Linked DNA regions of Sus scrofa: region 1 is linked to region 2. The links are chromatin contacts, called in public HiChIP or PLAC-seq maps. All regions are on one chromosome and are shown on one strand. Each heading gives the region's core, a stretch centred on a gene start, on an enhancer-like site or on the middle of the called end of the contact. The rest is flanking DNA. Distances are from core to core; before and after follow the strand shown. Region 1 overlaps SH3BP5 (SH3 domain-binding protein 5). Region 2 holds the start of CAPN7 (calpain 7).

Region 1 (6,616 bases), core at 808-3,307, 64 kb after region 2:
CGCGTTGCTGTGGCTCTGGCGTAGGCCAGCAGCTACAGCTCCGATTCGACCCCTAGCCTGGGAACCTCCATATGCCGAGGGAGCGGCCCAAGAAATGGCAAAAAGACAAAAAAAAAAAAAAAAAAAAACCACACATCTTTAAACAATGGTTTTAATGTCTGAGACACTTATGTGTGTGTGTGTGTGTCTTTGAGGGTGGCACTCACGGCATATGGAAGTTCCCAGGCTAGGGGTCGAATTGAAGCTACAGCTGCCGGCCTACACCACAGCCACAGCAACACGGGATCCGAGCCATGTCTGTGACCTACACCACAGCTCAGGGCAATGCTGGATCCTTAACCCACGGAGTGAGGCCAGGGATAGAACCCGAGTCCTCGTGGATGCTAGACAGGTTTGCTAACTGCTGAACCACAAAGGGAACTACCAGCAGTAACTCTTTAGTCTTAAGTCTTAGCTTTAAGCATTTACTGGTGTATCCTTTCTCAACATTCAAAACCCAGGCATGTCAGACAGATGAATGAAGACCACGTATTGTGGCGATTTGTTTCACTACAAGAGGATTCCATGCAAGGTTCCCCTTTAAGGAGCTGAAAACATTTTAAATAGATGATCTACGAAAGCTGTGATTTGAGGCCTGTGGTACAGAGCGTCCCCAGCAAGAAGCAAGGTTCTTGCTGGCTGCACACAGGCCCTCGTGCTTTCTTGGCTCCTAGTGTGCAAAACGCAGCACAGGCATTCTAAAATTAAACACTCAGAAGGCTCCAAGCCTTTAGCAATACTGCCAGTGCAGAATGAGGCAGCAGTGTCCCCCGCCTCACCCCTACCAGGCCACAGTGACCATCTCCTGTCCCAAATCCCCGACCCCACATGCAACTCCCAATCTTGGAGAAGCGCCCTGACTCCACTTCCGGCCCCCAAGGGGAAAGTCACAAGCAGATGCCTCAGTTATGTCTCCTAGGTAACCAAGCAGCCCCTGGATCTGAAGCTTGGAATCAGGCATGAACTTTGTGCCCCAAAGGAGGAAAGAAAGGTGGGGGGTAAGGGTAGGGGGTGGCATGGGGAGTCTCTGCCCAGAAGGTGGAAGCCACAAAAGGAAGCACAATGCAGATGTCTCTGCAGGCCTCCAAGCGGCCAGAATGCAAGTGCTGCCCAACTCCAAGGCACCAGGCCAGGGGTGGGGCCATTTTGCCTGGACTCCAGGCCCCTGTGCCCACCTCTGCACCATGCTCTCCAGTTTCCCACCAGCATATTCAACTCCGAGCCTCGCGTACTGATTAAGCACCTACTCTGGGCACAGAATGCACTAGAGACTAAACCCCAGGCCACAAGCTTCATGGTACAGATGCCCAGCAGCACCGCATCACTCAGGCAGCTAAGATCCAGGCTGCTGGGCCCAAGGTGGCCTGGGGGGGTGGCTTGGCAGCAGAGGTGGCACTGGGGGACTTGGTGTGAGGTCCTGGGGGAAAGGGCTGGGGGGCTTGGCCCAGCCACGTGTCCACTCTGTATGGGGATCCAGACGGGAGCAACACTGGGCTTCCTGCATCCTTCTCCACAGCTGGCAGGCACCTGGAGGAATCACTGTCCTGCACAACAGTCCTGGCCTCGCTCTTCCCAAAGAGGACTGGGTGCCAGGGAGGACCCACGAGCTCCATGCTGACCTCTGGGTGCCTCGTTCCTGGGGTTCCCCAAACGGCAGACTTGTACTCCAGCCCGTCGTTATTAGCCTCAAATGCCCAAGACCTGACCACCTGCTGCTGCCCAGTGGGAAGGTCTGAGGCCCTGGGTTTGAGGCCCGAGTGGCCAGAACAACACAGCACCATGCCCCAGGCAGGCAGTGTGCAGCGGGCCCTGTAAAGAGCATGTGGGCCAGCCGCTGCTGGTGCTTATACTCTGAAGAGCCACAGGCCTCCTCCTAGGTCAGCAGGACAGACAGAATGGGGGTCCAACACTGCTGACTGGCCCCCTCCTGGGAGCCACAGGGCAGCCCAGGCCCTCTGCTCACAGCCACACACACAAGACACTCCAACAGACACTTCCTGCCAGGATGCCAATGCGCAGGCCAGCCAGGGCGTGCCAGCCAGGCTGGGTGTCCTGCCAGCAGAAGGACCTCGACTGACCAGGAGATGTCCAGCCAGCACAGCTGCTCTGCCTCACCTTAAGCTCTCCCAGCCTCTCTCCCAACCCTGAGGCCTCCACCCTCATCCCCAATATCTCAGAGCCAGAAGCAGGGTCCTCTGCTCCCGGGAAGGCAGTGTCATGGCCTCCTTAGATTCTCGGCCCATTCAGGCTGCTTTCAGATTCTTCCTGCAGCCCTGGGCACACGGGGCCTGCGAAGGTAGCTTCTCACGGCTGCAAGGGATGGGTGGTCCATGCCCACCAGCACAGGAAACCTGGCCTGACGACTTGTGTGCATCCCAGGGCTCAGATCCAAGCCCCAGGCAGCCCCTTGTGGGGCCCAGAGAAGAGGCTGACTCCGTGTCCTTTCCTCGCTAGCAGCTGCTGGTTCCTAACAGTTCGAGCCTCCCCACCTCCAGGCTACATCATCTTCCTCTCTGCAGTCTCTCTGCGCAGACACCAGAAAAGCCAGCTTCTCCCTCCCAGGATGCCAGGGCTCTGCTCTCCCTCCCAGAGGGTGAAAAGCTATCACCTCCCTACAATGGCTGCTTTGCGGACAAACCAGGTGAAGCTGGAGGGGTGGCCTCTGCCGCCTAAAGTGCACGTGGGAGCAGCAGGGACTCCTCACCCCCCGGGAGGCCACTCCAGTGCCCCCCAAAGCCCTGCTGACCCCAGCACTGAGTGAAGAACTGTTCCTCTGTACCTTCCTGGGGCCTCCATGCAGCCTAACCACAACCCAGGGCTCTGGCATCTTTTTATGGTCTTGAGTGTGTCAACTTCAGCCTGGGTCCAAGAGGGGCTGTCACCCCAAGTCTGAGGGAACAGAACTCAGGCCTCAGGCAAAGAACCTGGAGACCCCAGAGCTCTTGCACTGTGCCTGGGTGGGGGTCATGAAGCTCAAAGCTCGGCCACTTCCTCAAGACAGCGTGTGCCTTTCCGAGCTCTGCATCTTTCTCAGACCCTCACATGGCACTTGCTTTAGGAGAAGAGGGTGAGTTGAAGCGTCTTTCACCTGGAGGAACAGGCTTCCTGGAGGATCCAGAGGTCAGCTGAGGCCGTGTTCTAGACCTTACACTGTCTTCAGCTACCAGCATTCAGGCAGCTGAATGTGCCAGGCCCACCAGCCCCGGGAACTGCTCAATCAGAGGGTGGTTCACAGCAAAGCCACACAGGGGCATCTGTACCCCCATCACATCCAGAGAGCATGCCCCCTCTAGGCTGGGTTTCTCAATGACACAGGGATGTGGCCGAGGACAGCTCTGCCACTGGCTCTCTCTCATGCTGTTTCTCCTTCTCCTTCATCAGGTCAAGGAGCAGCATCTCGGGTCCATGAAATTGGGAAGAGGAACAGCAGCTCCAAGGTGGAAATCCTGGCCTGTGACCCAGAAAACCTGCTCATCTGCAATGGTCACCCCCCACGAGCAAGAAACCTTCGGTGGCCTCAGTGAAGGCACACCTCAGATGCCCCTCAGGAGCCCCACATAACATCAGGAGCCCAGGGCTGTCTTGTACAGTCACCTAAGTTGTGCACTGCACAACCCCAAGAAGCACCATTCCCAGTGACTGGTATGGATGGTGCTTCTGGAGTCTTGGGACGCAGAGGTCCTGAGGATATCTCTCCTTGACTGCCACTTACTATCCACTAGGGCCCCAGGACTTTAAAAGTAGAAGGGAAGAAAAGCAGAAACACATTCTTTTTTAAAGAACATTAAGTAATTTCTGAAATGATTTCTGACTGGCTGATTTGGATCTTGGTTGGGGTGGAAGGAGGGCAGGAAGAAAAAGCAGGCTTCAGCTTATTTCTTCGAAAGAGCTACTGTTTTTTTTCTTCCTTCTTTCCGTCTTCCTTTCCTTCTTTCTCTGTCCTTTTCACATGTCAGGCTTGTAGATTTCTAAGATTTCCCATCTCCCTTTGGTATTTCCCCAGTGGACCCAGGAAAGCTGTACCAGTCTGTGCTTGGCTCTCTAAGCATCCTGTCCACTAGGGGGCAGGAGTCCCCAGGCCATGCAAGCCTGGCCAGGAGCCTCGGGCTTCAGGAGAGGTGGGACAGGCAACAGAGACTTGACACCAAGTCTAAGTCTTTGTGTGTCAGGCATTCTATTTAAGGAATCACAAGGCCATCTTTAACTCTCAGGTCCCCAAGGGCTTGAGCCACTGTAGGTGACATTGAAAAGAGAGCCTCTGGCATCAACTCCTGACATTTCTTTTCTTTTCTGTCTTTTTAGGGCCGCACCTGCGGCACATAGAGGTTCCCAGGCTAGGGGTGGAATCGGAGCTGTAGCCACTGGCCTACCCCACAGTCACAGCACTGCCAGATCCGAGCCACATCTGCGACCTACACCACAGCTCACGGCAACACCGGATCCTTAACCCACTGAGTGAGGCCTATATCAAACCTGCGCTGCATCCCCATGGATACTAGTCAGATTCATTTCCACTGAGCCACAACGGGAACTCCAACTCCTGACATTTCTTTTTTTTTTTTTTCTTTTTTTGTCTTTTGTCCCCCTGGGGCCGCACCCATGGCACATGGAGGTCCCCAGGCCATGGGTCTAATCGGAGCTGTTGCCACCACAGCAACGCAGGATCCAAGCTGCCATCTACAACCCACACCACAGCAACGCCGGATCCCCAACCCACTGAACCACAACCTCATGGTTCCCAGTCAAATTTGTTTCTGCTGTACCGCGACGGGAACTCCAAACTCCTGACATTTCTACTCCAGCCCTGCAAGGCAGCCTCTTGGGGAGTCCAGACGAGGGTTACAGCCCCCACCCACTCCCTCACCCTCCATCCAAGGCCTCAGTTGGAGCTACAGAAGCCATGTGTCGCCTTGCCCCTCACCCCATTGCAACAAACACGGCGGGGGTGGGAGACAGGGTGTAAGGAGAAACAGGCTGCAGGAGAACGCCCAGGAGCCTACGAGGGACAGGAGAAGTGACATGTCCAGTTGCTCCAAGTGCTGTCCCCATCACTTCTGATCTGAGCTATGTGGCCAGGGGGCAGGTCTTGGGAGATTGTAAAGGGCCAGAAAATGCTGGCACCAAACACAGGCGTCAAAACCGGATGAAGATACAGCACAGCCCACTTTCCGTGCACACGCTGGCTCCCCAGATTCAGCCCAGCCCGAAGACCAGTCTGCGAACCCCCTTGGTTCTGGCTTTATCTACCAGGAACCCTACTTTTCACCAACAGCACACATGTGTGAGTCCAGGCCCAGCAAAGTAACCCAGGTCCTCCACCTGGCACTCTAAACCTGGCCAGTCCCCCAGGACTCGGAGGGGACCCTGGGGAATGACCTCGTCCCCCTGGGAAGCCTAATCCAGTCAGAACCATCAGGGGTGATCTGAACTAGACGCACCTCAAGTGATGGGGAAGGGGTACAGACACTGGGTGACTGTCATCGCCCACGACGGCTTAGTCCCAGGCCTGCAGAGACCCCGTGGAGATGACCACCTATGGTGTACAACATGCCTGGGAAGGCGTCTCTGCTCAGAGCAACCAGCAAGGAGTCGGGATCCATTGGGTACACCATAACCCACGGGTGTGGGCACCCCTGACACAGACACCCACCCAGCCTCCTGACCCCCACCCCTACGCCTGCGCAATGCATACGTGCACACGCTGGCACAAGCCCAGCACCCTACCCCAGCCCAGCCCCCTACTCCAGCCCCCGGCACCACAGGTGCACTCAGCATGACTCCTACCCTCTGGGTGGCGTGGTTCAGCATCTCCTGCCAGGCTGAGTCGAACTGTCGCTTGTCATCCTCCAGCAGCCGCTGCTCGGCCAGGGAGATGGTCTCCTTGGCGGCACGGAGCACCTCCGTGGCCCTTTGGAAGTCCTGGGTGGCTCTCTGGGCTTCCAGCTGTGCCTGTACAAGAGAAAGCTCATGAGGAACCAGACGCAGCAGGGGCTGCTGCTGCTGCTGGCCCATCCTGCCCTCCTGAGGGCCTGGCCCGGTCCTGTCCTCCTGTGCCTGTCCAGCCTGGGAATAGGCCAGGCACCTGCAGGTCCTTGTAGATCCTGGGTGGAGGGAGTGGAGGGTCTTCACAGCCTGGGACCCAACAGACCAGATAAACATGCCAGCTCTGGGTCAGGATTGGAGACGGCAACCCAGCCCACATGCGGCAGGTACAGCTGGCTGGGGCCCCTCCTAGAGCAGCTCTCGTTTGCTAATGAGGTCAGCGGTGGCAGTGCTCCCCAGCCCCATGTGAGAACGAGAAAGGCCCCAGACAGCACCATCCAACGGTGTCACTCTGAATGGAAACCGTGGCTCCCAGAGGCTGGGGCTGCCCTGAGCTCACAGAGCCGAGCCCAGATTCCAGCAGCTCCGGGTCCCACCCCCGGAGTGGTGACTCTGCCAGAGAGGCTCGCACTCCAATCACACGGGCTGACACCAGTGGTGGGTGGGATGGGTGGAGGGAAGGCCCTGTCACAACACCATCCCTGCTTTCAAGGAACGTCAAGTGGGAGAATCAACCGAAACGACAGCCGATAGC
Region 2 (6,231 bases), core at 2,043-4,542:
AGTCCAGATTTCACAAGGATGCTTTGCTGCTTCTGCCTGTGAAGCCATATGTAGGAAGGAAGCCAGGGATTCACAACAGCCTGGGATTCCTGAGCAGGATGTGACCAGTTTTCTCAAGCTCACCTCTCTCTCAGGGTGTCTTCTAGCTCTCTGGGGTGTGGAGCTCTCATGCTGTAGGATGAGGGAATTTTATTTTTTTTATTTTTATTTATTTATTTATTTATTTTAGGATGAGGGAATTTTAATCAAGACACTCTGAGTGCTTAACATGGGACAAATTCTGCCAGGGTAAATGTCACAGACCTGGCGGACCAGGTAGAGGCTATATATCCCGGTAAACATTCTCTGCAGGTAGCTGTCATGAAGCTCCACCACCTCACTTTCAGGTTTTTCTGGATAATCTATGATTGCCAGATATAAAGTCAATATATACATATTAACACTATTTCTATACACTAACACAAACAAGAGGAAATTGAAACTAAATAACACCATTTATTTTATTTTGTTCTATTTCATTTATTCATTTATTTATTTAGTCTTTTGTCCTTTTAGGGCCACACCCACGGCATATGGAGGTTCCCAGGCTAGGGGTCTAATCAGAGCTGTAGCTGCTGGCCTATGCCAGAGCCACAGCAATGCCAGATCCAAACCAAGTCTTCAACCTATACCACAGTTCATAGCCATGCCGGATCCTTAACCCACTGAGCAAGGCCAGGGATGGAACCCACAACCTCATGGTTTCTAGTTGGATTCGTTTCCGCTGCACCACGAAGGGAACTCCAAATAAGTAACACCATTTAAAATAGCATCAGAAGTAAGAAATGCTTATAAATCTGTCAAAAGATGGATGTGTAAGACCTGTGCCCTATAAAACCTTGCTGAGAGCAATAAGAGAAGCCCTCAATACATGACAAGGTTTACCATGTTCATGGAAGTCTCAGTGTTTTTAAAGACTGTAGTTAACTTTGAAGCTTTAACTTGCTTTTCCCAGACTTATCTCACTCTCTTTCATTTATCTTTGTATCTTCAATGTTTTGCTCTGTGCCTGGCACCAAGTAGGCATTCAGTGATCAGCAAATAAGTGAACAAGGAATAAGGGAATAAATGAGAAGGTATAGGGAGGGATCACAAATCCAGGGAGAGCTAGAAAAACCCCCTTCAAGAGGAGATAGGAATTCTACAAGCTGAGACGAAAGGGGGAACAGTAGACACAGAAGCCCTCTTCTGAGTGAGCAAAACTGCATTCGTCTGCTGTAGCTTGGGGATCAGTTCCTGCAAATATCTTGGGAACACACCCTGAGCTCCAGTTCTAAGGAAACTTCTATTCTGTGTTAAGGAATTTTTACTTCATTCTTTAGAATCAAGATAGGGGAGGGTGTATTGAGTATATTTAGCAGGGGAGTGACTCACTCAACATTTTGAAATATTTATTCAACACCTGCTCTGGACCAAAGCTTGGGCTTAATTCTGGGTTTAAACTGATAGAGACAGAAACCATCCCTGCTTCAGTTATTAAACTGTAGCAGCTAATAATGGGAAGCAGGCAGAGTCAAATTCTCCATCTGTGCGCTTTACAACCATCCAATGAGATAGTTATTAACTTCACCAAATGTGAAGGAACAGTTATGGAAATTGCGTCCCATTTAAATGCAAGCCAACTGACTAAAAAATTTTTATTGAGGTATAATGAAGGAAAATTAGAAGTATGCGTTTAAAATGTACGGTGTAATAATAGGTCTTAACAAATGCATGTGTTTTTGGCATCACCTTCAAGACACAATACATTTCCATCGCCTCCAAAGAAATAAGAAATGCTTATAAATCTGTCAAAAGATTCTCTTATCCGTTACCAAACATTGATGTGATTTTGTCACTGGATGAGTCCCCTGAGAGTGGGCTCTTGTTCAACACTAATAAATCAATTGTCCGAGGAGACGCATGACTGACAAAGCAAAAGACTGTTGAAAAGGGGCACTTCAGCAGAGAGCAGCAGGTAACAGAAACCAGGAGAACTACTCTGCCTTGTGGCACACACTCTCCGGTTTTTGTGGTAGCAGGCGGGGGCATCAGATTTCCAGATTGTCTTTGGCCAGTCACCTTGCTCCTGCCTTCCTTTGTTCTGATCAAAGCCCTTCCTGATGGCTTATGCATCTCTTAGTCAAGGTAGTTTCCAGCATGAGTGTTTCCAGGAGGTTAGCAAGACATATAAACTGGAGTCTCCTGCCCTTCTTGGCCCCTCCTGAGCTTCCTCCAGGTTGGTTTTAGGCCCTTCACTGGTTTTGTGTTCTTTTGAAGCATCCTGATGTGGGAGACTTAAGCAAAGGTGTTACATCCTGTGTGGGAGACTTGAGCCGAGGTGCTACTACGGTGCTAGCCAGGGCAGGCGGTTTGGGTCCATGGTTCCCTAACAGCTTCACACGTTATTGATTAGATTCATCTTTTCTGGTGTTTCTTATAAACATAGTCACAGTTGTACTCTCTCATCTTAACATACAGTGAATTTCGAGTTTTGTCAATATTGTGGTGTCTCTCACTAGTTTATTTTTATTATTGCTGAATACAGAGTTTTAAAGAGAAAGACCATTAGCCAAGTAATCACCTAATTGAGTATTACAACAGCATTGTTAACCTAAGGATAAGTACACATTGTTATTACACAATTCAATCAGTACTATAACCTCGGAAAGTTATACAGGGTTAAAATTGAATTTGCGGCTATAAACTTATTAAAGAGTATCGCATAAGAATCCTATGTCCTTACTGTATTTCCCTAATTTTTAAAAAAGCAGCCCAGAAGATGGGAAGAGCTCTCCGGCACCGGGGGGGGGGGGGGGGGGGGTGGGGAGGCGGGAGTGGGTAGAGCCCCGTAAGGCGCATGCGCCCCTCCTCCCTAATCTGGCCAGCAACAGCCTCGCAGGGCACTACCACCTGCGTGTAGAGGGCGGAGGCAGCGTCCGCTCGGACGTGGCACCGGTTGCGTCGGTCCAATCCTGGGCGCAGTGGCGGTCACGTGCACTCGGCCCCGCGGAGGCCGGGCCCCGCCCACCGCCCCCGGCGCCCTGGCTTCACGGACTCGCCTTACCCGGCCGGCCGCGCTTGCGCAGTGCGACCGGTGGGCGGGGCGGGGAATGCGGCGGCCGTGGAGTCAGGCTGCCCGCCGGCTGGGAGCCGGGTCTGTGCTGAGGGGCCGGCCGCTGTCCTTCCTCAGCCGCCGGAAGTGAGCTCCAGCATTTCTGCGCGGCCCGGGCCTCGCCTGGGCAGCAGGCGGCGGAGGACCTCGCCGCGGGGCCGCCATGGACGCGGCGGCGCTGGAACGGGATGCTGTGCAGTTCGCGCGGCTGGCGGTGCAGCGCGACCACGAAGGCCGCTACTCAGAGGCGGTGTTTTACTACAAGGTGGGCTGGGGGCGGGCCCAGGTGCTGCCTGATGGGCTTCGCATCGCATCGCCGCTCCCGCTGTCCTTCGGGGGTGGGGGACGGTGGCCCCGCTGAGAGGCCAGGCCTGTCCCCGCCCCCGCCCCGGAGTCCTCCTCTTGGGCTTGGTAGCCTCTCCAGGGTCGGGTCCGTCCTGAAGGCGAGGCTGAGCTGTCAGCTCACTGGGTCTCACTGTCTTGGATGTACTCGGAGACAGTGCGTGCTCAGACGGACTCAGAAAGTCAATTAAAAAGAATAAAGCATCGGATATCCTAGCGTTTGACCTGTATCTTTGTTTTTCTACGCCTATGTGTCTACACACCTTTAAAAAAACCCCAAATCGTACTGTTTATACTGTTTTAATCTTTTCATTGAAACTTTTAAAAAGTTATGAATTTTTTTAAGATTCATAATATTACCTTGTTAGTGGATGCATTCTGTAGCTGTGTCTTGGTGTATTTACAAACTCTTCCGGTCATTTTATGTTCATTTATGAACATTTATATTTTGATCTTCAGCGTCATAATATCCTTATACTCATGCTTTACATGTTTCTTTGATATTTCATTTGGATAATTATTGGGGCCAGAATTATTAAAGACTAGGCGCTTCACAGTCCACTCTTTGCTCCCTAATCCTGAGGATTTGCAAACACAACTGTCTCGCTGCCGTCTTGCCCTGCGCCTCCCTGCTGAGGTAGCTGTATCTTCTTGATATTACTACCTTTTCTTTTAGAAGCAATGTCGACTGATTATACAGTAGTAGTAAATTTTTCCTATAAACGTATATGCTGTCATTAACGTGTGGTTTTTTTTCAGGTTAATATTTAATTGCCTTTATAATCTATATTTAGAGACTTGATGTGTTTTAGAATCATTCCTTTTGGACTTTTTGTTGACAATTTCATTAGAGTGGTATTTAAAAAGTAAAACTCTGTTTTAGTTTTGTGCAATAACTGACCAATGTTTGTAGGTGAAAATAGTGCCATTTGAAATAGCTAAGGCAAAAGAAAATACTGTGCAGTGTGCCTCTTGTTTTGCTGTAAGATTTGCTTGTTACTATGAAGAATTTCTTTTCCTTGAGAGTCAGAAAAGTGGTTGTGCTTGTAGGAGCTGTTTATGTAAACTATCAGATATTTAGTGTTTTCTGTCTTCATACTCTTCTAAAAGGGGTTCTTTAATTGTTAGTCACTTTCAAGTATAAATGAAATGAGTAAAATAAAGTTGATGCCAACAGTTTTAAAAATTGGCTGTAATATTTACATATAAGGTTATATTTTCCTCCCTCCCCTGAGATATCTGAATTACTGAAATCTGAGGAAAACGTATTTTTTCTATCCCCAATTTCAATTTGGACCAAAACTGTACTCTTCTTATTGATTTTGTAGTTTGAAGGAAACAACTCCAGCTCTAATAACTGGATCAGTGGGTGGCTTCTTTGGATCCAGATAATCAGGCATGAGGTTCTTTGAAGTACACATGCTAAGGTTACTGCAGAGAAGGTGGTAGTACCTGGGAAAGTCTCTCTGTGGACTTTCTGTGTGGTAGCATTGGTCACCCTCTCAGAATGCTGATGGTGAGAATGAAGGCATTTCCTCACTAGCCACAGCCTAACTGGCTGAAGAAGTTATGGAATAGTGGCAAGACAAATCCAGATTTTCTTAATTAAAGTGTTTATTTTATACAACTGAAATCTACCATACAGTGTGTCCCCCCTTGACAATATTTTCTGTAGAGGAAAAGATTTTCTTTCCACTGTGAGATAACCTTTAAAATCTTTTTTATTGGAGTTCCTGTTGTGGCGCGGTGGTTAACGAATCCGACTAGGAACCATGAGGTTGCGGGTTCGGTCCCTGCCCTTGCTCAGTGGGTTAACGATCCGGCGTTGCCGTGAGCTGTGGTGTAGGTTGCAGACGCGGCTCAGTTCCTGCGTTGCTGTGGCTCTGGCGTAGGCCGGAGGCTACAGCTCCAATTCAACCCCTAGCCTGGGAACCTCCATATGCCGCAGGAACGGCCCAAGAAATAGCTAAAAAAAAGACAAAAAAAAAAAAAATCTTTTTTATTGATACTTAGTTTTATTGATTATTATCTGTTCTGATGCATTCAAGACTCAGTTCACTTTTTTGGGGTGTATAATTTCGAGTCTGACCTGTTGCATAAATAAAAAAGAAAAGGAGTTCCTGTTAAGAATCTTACTAGTATCCATGAGGATGCAGGTTAGATCCCTGGCCTCACTCAGGGGGTTAAAGGATCCGGCGTTGCCTCGAGTTGTGGTGTAGGTCACAGACATGGCTTGGATCTGGCATTGCTGTGGTTGTGATATAGGCCAGCAGCTCCAGCTCCAGTTAGAACCCTGGCCTGGGAACTTCCGTATGCTGCAGGTGCAGCCCTAAAAAGACAAAAAAAAAAAAAAAAGAGAGAGAGAGAAAAAAACATATAAACCACAGCTATTCTAAGAAAATGTTTACAATGACCTTCTTCTGTTTGACTTCATACATTTTCAACAGTAGGAGAAAATTGAGAATATTCAGAACCGAGAAAAGGTATTGAAGGATTCTATAACTCATTTACTTTATCAAAATATTACTGCTATCTTAAAGACATTCTTGTTTTGTCATTCGTAGAAAGCAGTAGTGAGTTAAGAAAGTGTTAAAAAAAATTCAAATTATAATTCATCTGTTAGATTCCCTTGAATTCTTTTTTTTTTTTTTTAATTTTTAGGAAGCTGCACAAGCTTTAATTTATGCTGAGATGGCAGGATCAAGCCTAGAACACATTCAAGAAAAAATAAATGAATATCTGGAAAGAGTGCAGGC

The links. HiChIP or PLAC-seq counts read pairs in DNA pulled down with a chosen protein or histone mark.
Region 1: a contact with region 2 is called in an H3K27ac HiChIP or PLAC-seq map of skeletal muscle. The contact joins the enhancer-like site here to the promoter of CAPN7 in region 2. A contact is called at or near these places in 1 of 5 promoter capture datasets (liver), 8 of 47 Hi-C or Micro-C datasets (embryonic fibroblasts, heart right ventricle, liver and 2 more) and 2 of 2 datasets of contacts at active chromatin or transcription factors (alveolar macrophages and skeletal muscle).

The regions. Positions count from the first base shown.
Region 1 is chr13:2,513,919-2,520,534 of Sscrofa11.1, forward strand. It overlaps SH3BP5 (SH3 domain-binding protein 5), which reads right to left. Exons shown (of 9, transcript XM_003132063.5): 4 at 5,824-5,988. Among named protein-coding and RNA genes, the nearest start is that of CAPN7, 65 kb to the left of the region's middle. Within about 2 kb of position 2,058, at least 19 of the 83 cell types and tissues checked have an H3K27ac peak or open chromatin away from gene starts, as enhancers often do. A contact at or near this core is called in skeletal muscle, where this site is marked.
Region 2 is chr13:2,449,093-2,455,323 of Sscrofa11.1, forward strand. CAPN7 (calpain 7) reads left to right here and starts at 3,293. Exons shown (of 21, transcript NM_001097443.1): 1 at 3,293-3,398; 2 at 6,137-6,231. The coding sequence starts at 3,297.